Linked DNA regions of Muntiacus reevesi: region 2 is linked to region 1. Evidence: chromatin contacts called from public Hi-C data. All regions are on one chromosome and are shown on one strand. Each heading gives the region's core, a stretch centred on a gene start, on an enhancer-like site or on the middle of the called end of the contact. The rest is flanking DNA. Distances are from core to core; before and after follow the strand shown. Region 1 holds the start of SIK3 (SIK family kinase 3). Region 2 holds the start of APOA5 (apolipoprotein A5).

The links. A called contact is a pair of places that touch in the nucleus more often than the background predicts.
Region 2: a contact with region 1 is called in a Hi-C map of muscle, with 8 times the contacts expected there. The contact joins the promoter of APOA5 here to the promoter of SIK3 in region 1. A contact is called at or near these places in 2 of 3 Hi-C or Micro-C datasets (blood and muscle).

What each region holds. Positions count from the first base shown.
Region 1 is chr9:63,996,644-64,001,074 of mMunRee1.1, forward strand. It overlaps SIK3 (SIK family kinase 3), which reads left to right and starts at 1,491. Exons shown (of 24, transcript XM_065946254.1): 1 at 1,491-1,763. The coding sequence starts at 1,491.
Region 2 is chr9:64,312,959-64,317,241 of mMunRee1.1, forward strand. APOA5 (apolipoprotein A5) reads left to right here and starts at 2,741. Exons shown (of 3, transcript XM_065943787.1): 1 at 2,741-2,789; 2 at 2,878-2,983; 3 at 3,990-4,283. The coding sequence starts at 2,741.

The DNA.
Region 1 (4,431 bases), core at 241-2,740:
ACAGAGGAATCAGGATTGGAAAGTGGAATACATTTCAACATTGGCCTGTTCATGGCCTTCCCCCCTTCCCACTTGCCACCCCAGTATGTGTGCAAGCTCAGTTGTGTCTGACTCTTTGTGATCCTTTGGATATAGCCCGCCAAGCTCCTCTGTCCACAGGATTTCCCAGGCAAGAATACTGAAATAGGTTGCCATTTCCTTCTCCAGGGGATCTTCCCTATCCAGGGATCGAACCCGCATCTCCCAAGTCTCCTGCATTACAGGCAGATTCTTTACCCCTGAGCCCCTGGGGAAGCCCTTGCCTGCTCAGAACATCTTGTTATTGATAGCCAAGTAGCCTACCCCTCCTCAGCCTTACCTGAAGTTGTTACAGCAAATCTACTTAATAGAGGGAGGAGAGAAAGGAGGGGGGAAACCTGGGAGCTGGTGAAGGCTCTGGAGGGTGCAGAAAGGCAGAAAACAGAGAAGAGAAAAGGGATATGAGATTTATTGTTGGAATTTGATTTGATCACCTTTAATGTCCTTGGAGAGTCGCTGGTAGGGGTGGAATTTTTATTTTATTATTTACTTATTTATTTTGCCCAACAGACCGATAGCCCTTAACCATGAGGTGACTCACTGGACAATGCGCACATTGCTTCACCAGGGTTATACAAGTGACAGAAATAGGATGCAGGCACTTTGACAATCATCTAGCTATAGAATTGTTCAGAGAAGGGGTGGGAGGAAGGAAAATGACGTCCCTGCTTGGGTCTCACCCACCCAATGACTGAAATGCGTGTTTGGGCTGATTTCTCCGCCCTTGTAAACGCAAATCCTAGTTTCCCTATTCTTCTACATTCGGTGACAATTAGATTGGTTGTACCAGGTTGTAAGAGGAAGGAATTTTACTGAAGAATTCCCCTGCCTCGCTACCGACTTGGTTACAGTTGCTTCAGTAATGTAGTTGTTCCTGCCTTTGGGGCCTCAAGGGCTAAAGTGGGACAGTGCTAATATTTTTGATGAGGAGGAAATACTTTGCTTTAAAGGAGGCTGGGTGACTGCCGAACTGGGACAGAGGTCACAGTAGGGGGTGACATTAGCAGTTCCTGGGGGGATCGAGGGCAGGTTTTGGGTCAGGCACAAGCACCCCCCGACGTGGCCAACGCTGCGATGGCTTGGAACTGGCTGGCACACTTGCGGTATCCACTGTCTCCTCCCCGGAGGGGGGCACCCAGGAGCCGGCGCCGGAGGAACCGGGCCCACGCGGGAAGGTCGAGCGAGCCGGTGAGGTCATGGTTGCCATGGCTCCGGGCAGTGACGCGCGTCGGCACGTGACGACAGGTTGCCATGGCTCCCGGCCCGGGCGGCGCGGGCGCTCCGCCTCCTGGAGTGACGTCCGCTGCCCCCCCCTACCTCTTTTCCCGCCCCCCCGCCCCCTCTCCCCGCCCCCCCCCCCCCCCCCCCCCCGCCGGCTCTCCGCGGCCCCGGAGGTTTCACTGCACAACAAGATGGCGGCGGCGGCGGCGAGCGGAGCTGGCGGGGCTGCCGGGGCCGGAGCGGGGGGAGCCGGGCCGGCCGGCCGCCTGCTGCCTCCGCCCGCCCCGGGACCCCCGGCCGCCCCCGCTGCTGTGCCCCCGGCGGCTGGCCCGCCGCGTCCCCCAGCCCCGGCCTCCCGCGGGCCGGTGCCTGCTCGCATCGGCTACTACGAGATCGACCGCACCATCGGCAAGGGCAACTTCGCGGTGGTCAAGCGGGCCACGCACCTCGTCACTAAGGCCAAGGTAGTGGCGCGGCGGGACCGGGCGGCGGCGGGGCTACGCGGCCCGGGACCGTCCGAGTGTGGCGGGGGAAGGGGAGCCCCGCGACACGGAGGTGGAGGGGTCGGCGCCGCGAGCGGGGCTCCGGAGTGCGTTGGGGACCGGGGGAGCGGGTAGGGGGTTATCGGGCAGGAGTGAGGAGAGGGAGAGCAGGAGGCGGCGGGCACCGGGGGACCCGGGAGAGGGTGACTGCACAGCAGAGGGGGCGCAGAGCGGCCACTGAGCTCCGGGACCTGGGGAACTAGAGAGCCGCGGATGGGCAGGGGGCTCCCCGGCGAGGGTCGTAGCAGGGGTGATGAGGAAGAAGACGTTTGGAACTCGCCAGGAGACAGTAAGCTAAGAAGCTTCTGAAACCAGAAATTAGGAAATCCTGCGGGAATGAGGGCAGGGGAATAGGAAATGTGGACAAGGAGGATGGGGGGAAACAAGGGTGAAACTGACACAGGTGGGCTTTTGAGGGGAAGAAGGATGGCTGGGGTCTTGAGGCGGGTACAAGGTACTGGGAGGTATGAGGGACCTGGTACCTTATGACAGACGCACCCGTCAGCATTTGGTCGCCCAAGACTTCTAGATGGTGGGAATGGGAGACTGAGGACAGACAAGATTATTGGAGGAGGCGATGAAAAAAATGGGGAAATAAGGAGGAAAAAAATTAGTTTGTTTTTCCACAGGAAAAGGGTCAGGGAACAGAGACCCAGCGGGACCCCCACTTTGTGGTGGCCCTAGGGAATCAGGGGTTAAACAATTTGGGAGAGCTGGATTGCTGGTTTTATTTAGTTGTTGGAGGGTCCAGAACTGTACAGTTTATAGAACCCAGGGTGGGCTGTCAGTGGTGAGGGGGCGCCTGGTGACTGGGGAGGTGTGTGAAGAATCCGGACACTCATTGGGCCCTTTGGTTCCCAAGGGATTTGTGGAGCAGTGGTGGTGAAATTGGCAAGGTCAATTAGGAAGCCATATCCGTACACGTTTAAAATTTTACCTACAAAATTGATTTTTGGAGGAAATACGGTTAGTTCTTTCCTGTGGCCTTCTTCATTGGGAGACTTGGCATCGAAGACACCAGGAGGAGCTGCTTGGTTTTGATAGGACTCCCAGAACCCGTTTATACTTCAGATTTCTTTCTTTGCTCCATCTCTCACTTGAATGAACACTTTCGGTGAAGTCATTCATTATATTTAAAACTGCAGTTTGTGTTTCCCTCAGCTCGATGAAGAACCCATACAGCTGCTGCTGCTTCCTACCAAAGCCACATCAGGTCCCCTCACCTCCTCAGCCTCGTCTTTGGTTCTTGCCTCCTGCCTTGTTTTCGCTTGTATGGCAATCACTTGTTTTCAGAAAGCAGTGACTTATCTCTGCCTTCTCTCCCTCTCACTTATGACCTGAAGTTCCTTTTTCCCTCCTTTCTGTCAGACTCTAAAGGGCCCTTCTTACCAGGGTTGTGGGGTGGGTGGCTGTGGAAAATTGATTGGTCAGTTTCACTTCCTCTGAGGGGGCCCCCTTCGGCCTTTTTTTTTTTTTTTTCAGTTTTTATCAGAGGGCCTCAAGTCTGCAGGTCTGAGCTGAATGAGATACCAGAGCCCAAGGTTTCCTGATGCTCCCCTCAGACCCTGACAGGGCATAGACTGAACCAAGACTCTGGTGCATCCCTGCCCCTCTGAGTGTTTCCTATTGTGTTTACAGTTAGCCAAGACAAATTTATGTTTACAAACAACTCTAATTGTTCCAGCCTTGTTCCTTGTTTTGGTATTTCCTTTTCCACACCCTCCCCTTCCCACCTAAGTAATCACTTGGGCTTCTGTGATTATTTTGCTCTGACCTCTGGGGGAGGGACTCTGTGAACTTAATTGGCTGCCTGGTTTATGGTATCTATGATTTAAAGAATTCCGTATTGCCCAGCCCTTGGATACACCAAAATAATGATTAAAAAAATCTGGGACAGAGGGTTCAATGTTTTTGTAAATGTAATTGCAAACAGTTGATTCTTGGCTTTATGCATAATAGAGACATTTCTATCTTCAGTAGTCAGCAAAGCCAGTGGCTAATTATGGCTGGTCTGCCCGCTTTCTAATTTTCCAGTGTGTGTGTGTGTGTCTAACTTTTTCTCTAAGTTGTTGGTATCCTTTAGGACTGCAGCATTTTAAACATCAGCTTGTTTATAAACGGGTGTCACTGTTTATGTTGGTTTTTATCTTTGATCATTTGTGGTCGGCAGTTATGCAATTCCTATGTATGGAAATATTCAAAATCTTGAATGAGGCTGAAATGGCTTGGACAATGAGTTGCATGTGTGAGGGGACCACACCAGCACTCATTTGTGTTTCTGTAGCAGTGTGCAATTTCCTAGTTACAGGCACCCTCTCTTTCGCTGCTTAAATTACTCTGACGACATGCGTGAAGCTTAATTCACAGGGAGTTGTCATGTGCTCTGGGTAAATGATGAACATATTTTGGCCTGCTTCTTGCTTATCTGAATCCACTTTGGAAAGGTTTCTCAAATGCTTGCCGCTCAGATGTGTCTAACAACTGTTGACATACAGTATGATGGCCCATTAAGGCCAGGGTTTGGTTATATAATGGTGAGGAAGGTGGCAATTGCAGAAGCTGCTGTTCAGTTACTCAGGTAGATAGATTT
Region 2 (4,283 bases), core at 1,491-3,990, 320 kb after region 1:
ATGGAGATGAATTAGACAAAGTCCCTGTACTCAGAGAAATCTCATATATGTCAACAAATCACTGCACTGCAGGATAGTAAGTGCTATACTCCAGGAATATGCAAAATGTTCCACGGTTAGTATGGAATTGTCTGTCTCCAGAGATGGGTGAGGACAGAAGAGGGCATTTAGAGTGATATTGAACCTGTGCAGCAGAGCCTACTCTTGTCCTCCTGAAAGCATTTTTCTCTTCTTCCTGAGTAATACAACTCTTTCCCTGTTGGAAATACAGCCATCCAGAATAAAGACTACATTTCCCATTCTCCTTTTCAGCTAAGTATAGCCACATGACTATGTTCTGACTAATTGGATGTCATTAAACATGGTAAGAACAATTTCTGGAATGTGTCTTTAAAGGGAGGGAACATGTCCTTCCTGCTGGCTGGGATGTAGACTTGAAGGCTGGAGCTGAAGCAGCTGAAACTTGGACATGAGCTTTTGTTGAAGATGATAATGCAACAAGACAGAAGGAGGCTTGATTGGTCTATGTTTTACATGAGAGAGAAATAGAAATCAATTTTGTTTAAACTTTTCATTTTCTCCTTTTTTTGGTCATTTGCAGCTGAGTCTAACCTTAACTAATACAAATTAAGACTTGAAAAAAAATGAATATGAGTTCACCAAGGGATATTTCAAACAGAAGGAACAGCAGGTGCAAAGGCTTAGGGTCCTGAAAGAGGTGGCATGCTCAAGGAATGTCAAGGGTTTGTGTGGCAGAAGAAAAGGCTGGAAGTGGGTTGGAAACAGCCACAACAGAGTAGACTGAATAGGTAGGATTGTGGCAGGGAGACCTGCCGGAGGCTAAGAATGTGGTCCAGGTGAGAGGTGAGTGAGGCAGTGATGCAACCAGTGGCGGAAATGGAGGAGAAGAGATCAATTCAAGATACATTTACAGGGCTTCCCTGGTGGCTCAGTGGTAAAGAATCTGCCTACCAATGTAGTAGACACGGGTTCAAACCCTGGTCTGAGAAGTTCTCAAATACTACGGAGCAGCTAAAGCTTGTGCACCCCATCAAGAGAAGCCACCACAATGAGAAGCTCATGCACCACAACTAGAGAGTAGCCCCTGCTCTCTGCAACTAGAGAAAAGCCTGCACAGCAACAAAGACCCAGCACAACCATAAGCAGATAAAAATTTTAAAAAGATACATTTAGAAGCAAAAGTCAGGGGTTTATGAATGTATGTGTTTAAGTACATGCAGTGGGCATGTCATCAGAGGAAGTCTGGGCTTTTTGGCTTCTCTTCCTCAGAGGCCCTGTGGGTAGGGTTCAGCCTTTCCCCACAGGGAGAATTCTCTTCTTGCTCCCACTCTTTGGGCCCAGTGTCCCCTGGCCCAGATGCCTCTCACTACATCTAACTCCCCCAGCTTGTTTCAGGATTATTTCATAAAGTGGGAGGTGGGTGGATCTTCAAGCCTACTGATGCTGGCTCTTCCCAGGCTGTCTGCATAGCCCCCGGGTAGAGTTGTCAAGAGTTGCTCAGTTTCAGGCTGGCAGCTAGACACTGTCCCTGTCTGTCTGGGGACACAGTGCTTCTGGGCAGTTGAGTGAGAGCAGGGCCCTCAGCAACAAACAGGCTTGTCTCTGTCGATGGGCCAGCCAGCAGGTCTGCGGGAAGGCTGGAGGTCATGGGTTTAGGGGGAACTGCATGAGGAATTCAGGCCCACTCCTTGTAAAACTTTCCAGGAAGCATTTTTCTACTGGGGAAGCACCCAGATACTAGGGCACTTCTCAACCCCCTGCTGCTGTTGCTAAGTCGCTTCAGTCGTGCCCGACTCTGTGCGACCCCATAGACGGCAGCCCACCAGGCTCCTCTGTCCCTGGGATTTTCCAGGGAAGAACACTGGAGTGGGTTGCCATTTCACTTCTCCAATGAAAGTGAAAAGTGAGAGTGAAGTCCGTCAGTCCTGTCTGACTCTTCGAGACACCATGGACTGTAGCCTACCAGGCTCCTCCGTCCATGGGACTTTCCAGGCAAGAGTACTGGAGTGGGGTGTTATTGCCGTCTCCTCTTAACCCCCTAGGTGCCAGAAAAGGGCAGGAGGTAAGCATGGGGAGGCAGCTGAGGTCATCCCTCTTTGAACCTCCACGTGGTATTTACTCAAAGCGATTGTTGCCAGAGGCCCAGGCCCTGGACTATAAAGCGGAATGTCTGCTCTCTGTGTCCAGAAGTGAGCAGGTGAGCAGGTGAGCAGAGGGATGTGGGTCGGCTTCCTAATTGAGCAGAGCTGGGGGTGGGGACTAAGAACTAAGGACCTCCTCTTGGAGCACTGTGGCAGAATTTCTTCTTCCCTCCACCCCCAATCTCATCCTGGGAATACCTCAGTTTTCCCAAAAGTGTAATGGGGGCAGGAATAAGTGAGCAGGGGGACGGGGGCCAGAAGGATGGAGCTGCTCCTGGGGTCTGGGGGCAGTGGATGGGAGGGAAATTTTACTAAGCATTTTGAGCTCCACACTCCATATGATCTGATGAGATGAAAAAGGAGCATTTCATTCCATTCCAGGAAGACATCCTTTCCCTTGCAGCCACGTTCAACTAGGTCAGTCCTTTTGAGCCCTGACACTTGTGCTCCCTACACCCCAGGGAAGGGTTAACAGATTTTGTGGCAGGGCCCCCTGGGGCAAGTCCTCTGGGAGGGGTCCCTTCTTTGCCTCTTCAATTGCATCAGGCCTGCACTCACCTTTCTTCTCAGAGAACATCATGGCAAGCATGGCTGCAGTTCTGACCTGGGCTCTGGCCCTCCTCTCAGGTGAGTCCCCAACACTGACTTCTCCGTGGAGGTGTGGGTGGACTGAGGGAGGAAACCCAGCCCCTGTTCACCCCCTCCCTCTCCACAGTGCTTTCAGCCACGGAGGCACGGAAAGGCTTCTGGGACTACTTCAGCCAGAGCAGCTGGGACAAAGGGAAGGTGGAGCAGCAGCAGAAGCTGACACGAGAGCCCACGTGAGTGGCCAGGGCAAGGGGCGCAGGGGAAGGGAGAAGACACCAGAGGGTGGGATGGCTGCTGCCGCCCCGTTCCTCAACCTCCCCATACTCCCTGGGAAGAGAGCATGCCTGCTAAGTCGCTTCAGTTGTGTCCGACTCTTTGCGACCCTATGGACCATAGCTCACCAGGCTCTTCTGTCCATGGGATGAATACTGGAGAGGGTTGCCGTGCCCTCCTCCAGGGGATCTTTCCCACCCCGGGATCGAACCCACGTCTTTTACATCTCCTACAGTGGCAGGCCGGAGAAGGCAATGGCACCCCACTCCAGTACTCTTGCCTGGAAAATTCCACGGATGGAGGAGTCTGGTAGGCTGCAGTCCATGGGGTCTCCAAGAGTCAGACAGGACTGACCGACTTCACTCTCACTTTTCACTTTCATGCATTGGAGAAGGAAATGGCAACCCACTCCAATATTCTTGCCTGGAGAATCCTAGGGACGGGGGAGCCTGGTGGGCTGCCGTCTATGGGATCGCACAGAGTTGGACACGACTGAAGCGACTTAGCAGCAGCAGCAGTGGCAGGCGGGTTCTTTACCACTAGCGCCACCTGGGAAGAGGACAGAGCGGTGCTAGTTGTGCCGGCTATGCTGGCCGTCCTGGGCTGTTTGGCACCCTCTGCCGGCAGCCGCCTCTGATTTCTCTGTATCTGCTGCCTTCATGTCCGTTGGAACGTGGGACCAGGGATCAGGGGAGAGGACTCCTGGTTGCAGCTTCCAGAACGGAAGGATTATGTAAGTCCAGGTGCCTGTGTGCACAAGGAATTGAGCAGTGTTGATCTGGACATGTGTTGTCCAGATCAGTGTTGATCTGTGCCACATTTGTAATTCCTGCCTTAGGAGCGCCGTTGGCTTGGGACCACCGCCCTGCATCCTTGGTTTCCCCAGAGGATCAGTGAGCGATGTCTTCGGAGCAGAGGTGAGTGGGCTAGCCGACTGATGGCTCGATTGTCTGTCCCCTCCCCCAGGAGCCTGAAAGACAGACTTGAGCCAGACCTCAGCGATATGGACAAGTTTCTGGAAAAGTTGGGCCCTCTGAACGGGCAGGGGAGGGAGCCTCTCGGGCTCCCACGCGACCCGGTGGGGATGTGGCAGCAGCTGCAGGAGGAGCTGGAGGAGGTGCGGGCGCGTCTGGAGCCCTACATGGCGGAGGTGCATGAGCGCGTGGGCTGGAACCTGGAGGGCCTGCGGCGGCAGTTGCAGCCCTACACGGTGGAGCTGATGGAGCAGGTGGCCCTGCGCGTGCACGAGCTGCAGGAGCA